Linked DNA regions of Cyprinus carpio: region 1 is linked to region 2. The links are chromatin contacts, called in public Hi-C maps. All regions are on one chromosome and are shown on one strand. The core of a region is the stretch at or near the end of the contact, and the rest is flanking DNA. Distances in the headings are between cores, read along the strand shown.

Evidence for each region. A called contact is a pair of places that touch in the nucleus more often than the background predicts.
Region 1: a Hi-C map of red blood cells shows a contact between it and region 2, with 4 times the contacts expected there. The contact joins the promoter of zeb2a here to the enhancer-like site in region 2. A contact is called at or near these places in 2 of 8 Hi-C or Micro-C datasets (liver and red blood cells).

The regions. Positions count from the first base shown.
Region 1 is chrB9:16,514,744-16,518,591 of ASM1834038v1, reverse strand. It overlaps zeb2a (zinc finger E-box-binding homeobox 2a), which reads left to right and starts at 2,065. Exons shown (of 10, transcript XM_042731177.1): 1 at 2,065-2,204; 2 at 3,498-3,628. The coding sequence starts at 3,505. It overlaps LOC122138477 (a long non-coding RNA gene), which reads right to left and starts at 1,867. Exons shown (of 2, transcript XR_006155608.1): 1 at 1,711-1,867.
Region 2 is chrB9:16,472,418-16,476,269 of ASM1834038v1, reverse strand. zeb2a (zinc finger E-box-binding homeobox 2a) reads left to right here. Exons shown (of 10, transcript XM_042731177.1): 4 at 57-125; 5 at 1,106-1,294; 6 at 1,700-1,914; 7 at 3,389-3,497. Among protein-coding and RNA genes, the nearest start is that of gtdc1, 10 kb to the right of the region's middle. Within about 2 kb of position 1,764, at least 1 of the 8 cell types and tissues checked has an H3K27ac peak or open chromatin away from gene starts, as enhancers often do.

The DNA.
Region 1 (3,848 bases), core at 816-3,315, 42 kb before region 2:
TCCCTTGACTTTTTCCATCCGAAAGATCAATGATAGTGGTCTCTAAAGTCCTGTCAAACATTGTTGGTAAAGCTGTATTGAGTGAAGACAGGATTTCATTCTCTGCTCTCAAGTTTTGTGAAAACAGTAAACTCCCCCAGACTGATGATGCAACAGGAAGTTTTGCTCTCAGGAAATGCTGTGATAGTTTGATTTGTTCTCAAAGTTCACTGGCTTGTCAGTGGTTAATGCTATTTTATTTTTTTTTTCAGCCATTTCACACTTGATAAATAATTGACAGAATTGCATTTTTTTAAACATTCCTGCATTTTTTTTTTTCAGTGATGCCAAAACAAATATCTAACTAGCAGTAATGATTAAGTCCTAACAATTTAACAAAACAAAATTCAGGGCAAACGATGAAGAGAGCAGAGAAATCTTGTTATAAATGAGACAAAGGGATCATCTGGGAACAGAAGTATGTGGGTGAAACGTAAGAATATGAGGTCACGTTGGTTTCTATCATTGTGAATGGCAGTTGGAGAATCAGGAATTGAATATATGCCGTTTTATCCTCGAAATGTATTAGTGAGAAATCTCGCGAGGGGAGCTGATTCCAGTCAAAGTGAATGAGTAATACAGCAGAACTTCTGCTGCCAATTGACACAACAGCACACACAGAACGGTTAGCTGAGCACCGTCCTTGTTACACTCGATTCTTTCGTTTACTTCTCCAGAAAATAGGTCATAGTGTCTCAGAATACAAAAATAAATAATTAAATAAATAAATAAATAAATAATAATAAAAAGTATGATTATTATTATTATTATTATTATTAATAATACTAATAATAATAAATTAAATAATAATAATCGACACAAATACATTTATAGGTTAGGGTTTTATTCTTTCGACTATTTCACGCCACACTCTACAGAGGCACAAACACACATTCATAAAAAAATTAATTAAAAACAAAAAGGTGCATGGAGAGGGAAAAAGAGTGAAATCAGCGTCTAGTGTTCCCATGTTTTATGGACAAAAAGGAGTTTTGAATATTATATTATCAATTTATTAAAAATAAAATACGTATTATTATTAATATTAACATTATTATTATCATTACTACTGTTGTTATTATTATTATTATAATAGGCGTCATGAGCGAAGAGGGATTTCCAAAAAAGTGCGCAATGCTCAAGCAATTTCTAAAATGCGTCGATTAATATAAACGCCTCCAGTGAAATCCAATTGGTCTTTAATAAGTACATCAAACAGCACTGACATTTTATTGGTCAATTAGCAATCCATACAAAAAAAAAATGCATGAATTTAGGGAGGGTAAATTTCTTCACACTGTACCAATCAGAGTGCCTTTAATAAATCTCTGAGTGTTGTATTAAAATGAAAGATTAAGTGCTAAAGACAGCTGAGGAAAGGGGGAGAACGTTTGAAAAAAAAAATCGAGATTTCTTGTAATAGCTTAGATTTTGGTGTAAATAAATGATTCTTGATCGCCTGCTGCAATGACTTGAAATATGTAACATAATGTCACACTATCACTTTTAATTGCACTGTGCACCCTGGAGCCCGTGAACAGCCCGCATTTTATACAGTGAATCACATAAAACCCATACGCGTGCAAATATACAACAAACATCACCGCGCAAGACAATGAAATGCCAGGTGAAAGAGCGCGCGCACGCACACACCACACACAGGTGAGCTACCTGTCAGATCACTGCAGCACTGGCAGCCTGTCCTGCATCTTTTCTGCTCCTCTTCCTTAAGAACAAGCTGTCGATGCTAGAGTTGTAACCATTCTTGCTCTGTTCCGCTTACAGAATTGAATGTCCACCGCCTCACCTTTCCAAAATTCCACCTGTGTTGCAGAACGACAGGCGCGAGCACCTGATGTGGCTCATCAGACGACCTCAGTGTTTCTCCATCTATCCCGCCGTGTAAAGATAGGTGGCGTGTGTGTCAGAGTCTCTGAGCGCAAAAGTAAAAGAGAGAGCGCAGAAATGTCATCTGAAGAGGCGGAACACGTCAGTGCGTCCTCAGGTTTGTTCCGTGTTGTGGCTCACAGAGATCAGTCCAAACCTGTCCATCAGGAATAACGGTCCCTCATTATAGAGCAGAGTCCTCCTCAGCGCTCCAAACATCTCTGTGGCGTTTGCCTCCCCTCTAACCGGCACTTTGGGGAATTTTCATATAGAATCGGGTAGGTGAGCCTGTTTCGTCTGTGCTTGAGTCCTTGTGGATGCTTTTTATACACCCTATTTGACTTTTTTGATCCCCCTCCCGAAAACGAGATTGCAATCAACTTGGCTTCAGCTGGCGCAGGTGAGAAAGGTGCGCGCGCCTCACGGATGCTGACACACCGGCAGCTTCATGCAGGGGTGATGATGATGATGATGTCGCTCGCTAAATTTGTTAGTGCATGTTTACGCGTCTCTCATAAAAGGATGCTTTCCCGTTAGACAACAACATAAGAACCCCTTTTCTGATCCGCATCTCTTCAGTCTTTTAGATGTTAGGTACACGACTTTTAGTTTAAATATTTAAAACCTATTTAACTGCAAAAATAAGCTAAAAAAAAATAATAATAATCATTTTAATTTTGTCATCAGCATCCACAAATTTTCCAAGACTTACATTTGCTGTGATGAAAGGGTAATGTAGCTTTTTATTTGTTTGTCTATCATGTTTGAATTCCGTGTGTTATTTTTGAGGATTCGCCTGCACATACTGCAGGTTTTATTAGCTACATTAGATAAGCTGACAATTAAAGATTTCAAATGTACGATTTATTATAAGCAGTTATTAGAAGAGTGTACACGTAGCATGTTTTGGTTAGGTTACTTTTTTTTTCCTAAAAAAATAAAAAATAAAAATAACATTTTTTAAAAGGAAAATATTACCAAATAATTCTTAATAAATAAGGTTTATCTTTTTATTTTAAACCATTAACGGGATTTTAATGACAATTCCGAGCAAAACTAAATATACTAAATGAAATTCGGTCAGGCATAGCCTAAGTCAGGCAACAGAAATTACGAAGCCAATATTTACATCTAGCAGACTTACAAAGTAGCCCACAAGATTAGATGCCTATAACTTAAAGCTGACAGAGGGGGGGACATATCAAACTACATAAAGCAATTTCACTAAACACAAGTTGCTGAAAACTTTAATTGCATCTCATTCTGTGAAATGCTCTATACGCACAGCACATGGTTTATGGTGACTTGAAGGTGTCGGTGTGTCCGTCCCCCTTCATTCGCGCACTCACGCGCTGCTGTCCGATCACACTCACACACACATACACACACTTCAAAAGATCAGACGACGCGCAGGACGCTCACGGTCCCTCTAAACAAACCCTCCTGGATAACTTCATTCGGACTTCTCAGTCACTCTACCCCCCAGATATCATTTGCTCTCCTGTGAGCGACACACATCCTCCTTCCTGCCCTGAGAGTCCAATTGTTGCCGTGTGTGTGTTGGTTGCTAGATCTTGGATGAAGGAGCGGAGCCCATGCGGACTGCTGCCATCTGACCCACTCTTATCAATGAAGCAGGAGATCATGGCGGAGGGTCCCCGGTGTAAGAGGAGAAAACAGGCCAACCCGAGGAGAAAGAACGGTAAGAACGTGACTTATGGCGAAAAACCGAACTCTTGCTTGTTCTCGCGTCTTTAAAACACAGTTGGATTTGGGTGAGATTGTGCGTTGTCAAACGAAGCGCTGTACAGAAGAGTGCGGAAAACTCAGCGACAGTGTAAACTATTCTCTTGTGTGCTTAAGGTAGAAGTCTACCGGTTTAAAGTGTTTTCATTGCCGTGGAAATGTTTAAGTTGTAATAG
Region 2 (3,852 bases), core at 515-3,014:
ATTGTTATTGTTCTAGTTATAATGATCATTAAATAAAGTATTTTCTCTTATTACAGAGGAGCAAAAAGTGGAGTACAACTCCATGAGCCCTGACATCTCTCTCCATGGAATTGGAAATGGTACAGGTGAGATAACTTCACAATATATTGAAAAAATTCATGCAAAGATACATAATAAATAACTGTATTTAAAGAGTTGGGTCTATGCAGTAATCAAGACACCAAATCTTGAACATATTCATTATGAAATGTTTCCTATGAAAGAGTGTAACGTCTCTTAAACTATATGTAAATGCATGCTTGGCACACATGTGAGCATGTGAGATAATGTGTGTCTATGGGAGATGGAAAGTAAACGTTTTTAAGTTGAGCGCGAGTGCATGGCAAATCACATTTTGCTGCCAAATTGAGTTTAAGGGCAAAATCGAATTTGTTCAGTCCATGTACTTTCAAATTGATTACAAGGAAACAATAACATTTTCATTTGCTTACCCAATTTCCAGTCATCTAAAGAAAAAGTATGATTTAGAATAACTTTTGTCATTTTATTAGTTATCTACCCACATTACCTCATTTTTTACATATATAAATGTTTACTTTTTGTAAGGCGCAGTTGTCTATTCATCCTGTCAGTATCTTTAAGTAGTTCTCCATAAAGCATCCAAAAACCTATTGTTTACGAAAATCACGTTTAAAATCTTGTTCTGTGCAATTACACATAACACATGATCTATAATTAGATTGTTGGGTCCAATTTTATGTATATGATGAGCAATACAAAGTGAGATCAGTTACCCTGGCACGCCTAATTGCCATATAACCCAATTACCCATAATGCTGGAAATGTTTAAAGCATTTTCAAACATGCAAGAGGATGCTTAAAGAGTGCTTGATGATCAAGCTGGCTCCTATTAGTCTTTGAAGTGGCCATTATGTTGTAACTTAAATAAATACTTCCACCTTGAAAGGCCTTCTAATGGTTTGGTCTCCACTACATCACACTTAAAGTGGCCAGTGTCCTAATGTTCAGCTTGGTCCTTTTCAGTGACACTGAGCATCAACCACTGGATTCATTTGTGCTTTTCCTCCCCACTTCCTCTGTGCAGTTAAGGGTATTGATGCCTCTTCAGAGCTGGAAAGCTTCTTTGCCAAGAGGAAACTGGATGACAGTGAGGGACATGCAGCGAGCATTGCCGAATACCTGCAGGATACCGTTATCATTTACCCAGAGGACCCAGAGGAGGGTACACGACTGGGCACACCAGAGGCCAATGGACAAGATGAAACTGAAAGTGGTAGGCATTAAACTATAAAAATAGGATCTAACTCGCTAAGCACCAAATGCAATTAGAAATTAATTTAATAACTTTATTATGTTATGTTATTCTCAACGGGACGGAAAATTGTTAATGCAAAAATCTTTTTGTGGCCTGTAAGAATTATTTTTATTTTGTTTTATTTTTGCAAATTAGTTTGTGTGGACAAAATGCATATAATTAGTTTGTAAAATATTTTTCCTAATGCTATTTGAATGATAAAAAAGAATAGCATGTATTGCTGTTTCACTTAACTGAATGCAGTGCTTTACCTATCGTTCTCCCATAGCCTCAAATGGCAACTGTTTTTCCCACATATGCTGTTTTTTTTCTTTCTTCAATCCCCCCTCCTTCACTCTGTTCACTCTGTTCAATTTTGCCCAGATCTGGCACTGAGGACGCCAGATGCCTTTGCCCAACTGTTGACCTGCCCCTACTGTGACCGGGGCTACAAGCGGCTGACATCCCTAAAGGAGCACATCAAGTACCGACATGAGAAAAACGATGAGAGCTTCCCCTGTCCCCTGTGCAGTGACACCTTCGCCTACCGCACCCAGCTCGAGCGCCATATGGCCACACATAAGCCTGCCAGAGATCAGGTGAGAAGAGGCCCACCTCAGTCCGTACCCACACTCATTACTTCCTCATGCTTTTTCAGTATTATAGAAGTCTGGGTTCATTGTGAAAGATGCTGCATCTCTCATTCTGAGCGTGTTTACTTGTCCGAAGAGAACATGTTTCAGCCTGTTGATAGCTCCAGCATTGAACAAGCTCCTCCGGAAGCTCCTTAATACTTGAATCCTTCACACCGGAGCCACAGCTGTGCACTGTCATACTCCCCTGAGTGTCCGCCCACAGCCGGCCAAGTGTGGGCTGTTCTAGCACATTGAGTCCTATAGGCCTGCCGACTTCTCGCATCAGCTGTTGGAAAGGAGTCCACTCAAAAGATGCAGGGAAAGCTGATGTTTTTTCTGCCTTTTAGGCTGGTCTCAACATGAGCATGCTGTGAAAAATGCAGTGATACGGAATTATTTTGAAAAGGAAACTCTATATTGCTTTATTACTGAAGGAAAAGGTCTGTTTTTGATGTGGTAAAAGGGCTCTCAGTTGTTTGATAGGATTATAGCAGGATATCCCGCATTTGGGCTTTCAACTTTGAACCTTAAGCAGACTTGGGCATGTTGGAAAAGAATTTGGAATACTTGCCTTGCACGCTCATCTTACTGGCTGAATCACATTCACACATATGCACACACGCATACACACATATGTGCACCTCTTCAGACTGAATTAAACACGACCAGATGGCTTTTTTTCCCGGTGATCTAGAGTATCCTAATCCTTAAATGACTTTAAGTGTTTGTTTATTTGCTCTAAAGAGGTATTTTCCTGAAGGCTTTGAACATTATTCCTAGGTTCACCTTTCTAGGTTTAGTTTTACATTTCATCACGTGTATATATTTGCATACACTCATACAGAAAATGGAAACCCATTGCACATCTTATAATGGCCTATGTGCATGAGTATGATTGAACTTTAGAAGAAAGAACTTCACAGTACTGTACAGTACTGTATACATGTGACTATTAAACGTGCACTTGTGGACACCCACACATTTTTCACAGACCTTTTGTGTCTGTGTGTGGGGTGCAGGGTGAATGCTGTTGTTTTTGTTGTGCATCTGGGGCCCACATTTGAATTTCAAATGGAGGAAGAGCACCTACGTTTAACTTTGAATGGTGAATACAGATGCAGCCTACACTGTTTTTACTTAACCCAGACAACAACTGTTTAAAGTATTCAGATAGTAGTTGAACGAATAAAGTACTACAGATAAAAGGCATCACCAATTCATCATGTAAACGTTTTGAAGAAATCCAAAAAGAATCTTAATAACTGTTGGTTCAGTATCCTTGGACACACATACCTAAATACAATTCTGGTCTGTTTTCTGTGTTTAATTAATCAATATAAATAAATAAATATTTATTTCAGCATCAAAATTAATTATATACCCTTTTGTGACTGTTTTCTGCCTGTATCAATTTCTGTAATCTTTCTCTCCCTTGCAGCCTCAACTGCTAAACGAAGGGGCTGGTAACCGCAAATTCAAATGCACAGAGTGTGGCAAAGCCTTCAAATATAAGCATCATTTGAAGGAGCACCTCCGCATTCACAGTGGTAAGTGTTTCTTTGAATAATATGTTAAGAGCCTCCTTTCATAAGTGGCTGTGAAAAGAATGCCAATAATGTATATAATCTTATTTCATATGTCTCCAGTTTGCCTTAGGGTAATTCAGTGTGGTTTGGATAGTCTGGATAGATGATAAATATTTAAAACCATAATTATATAATTTTGCAATAATTATTTTTTATTGTAGGATCTCATCATACTATCAATCATTAAATTGATTGATGGGATGGGGAAAGAAGTTTAAAGCAATTATAAAGTAATTTAATACATCAAATATGTAAATGATCACCACTTTATTTTTGTATTTGAATAATCAAAGTAACACTTTTATTTTTTTATTTT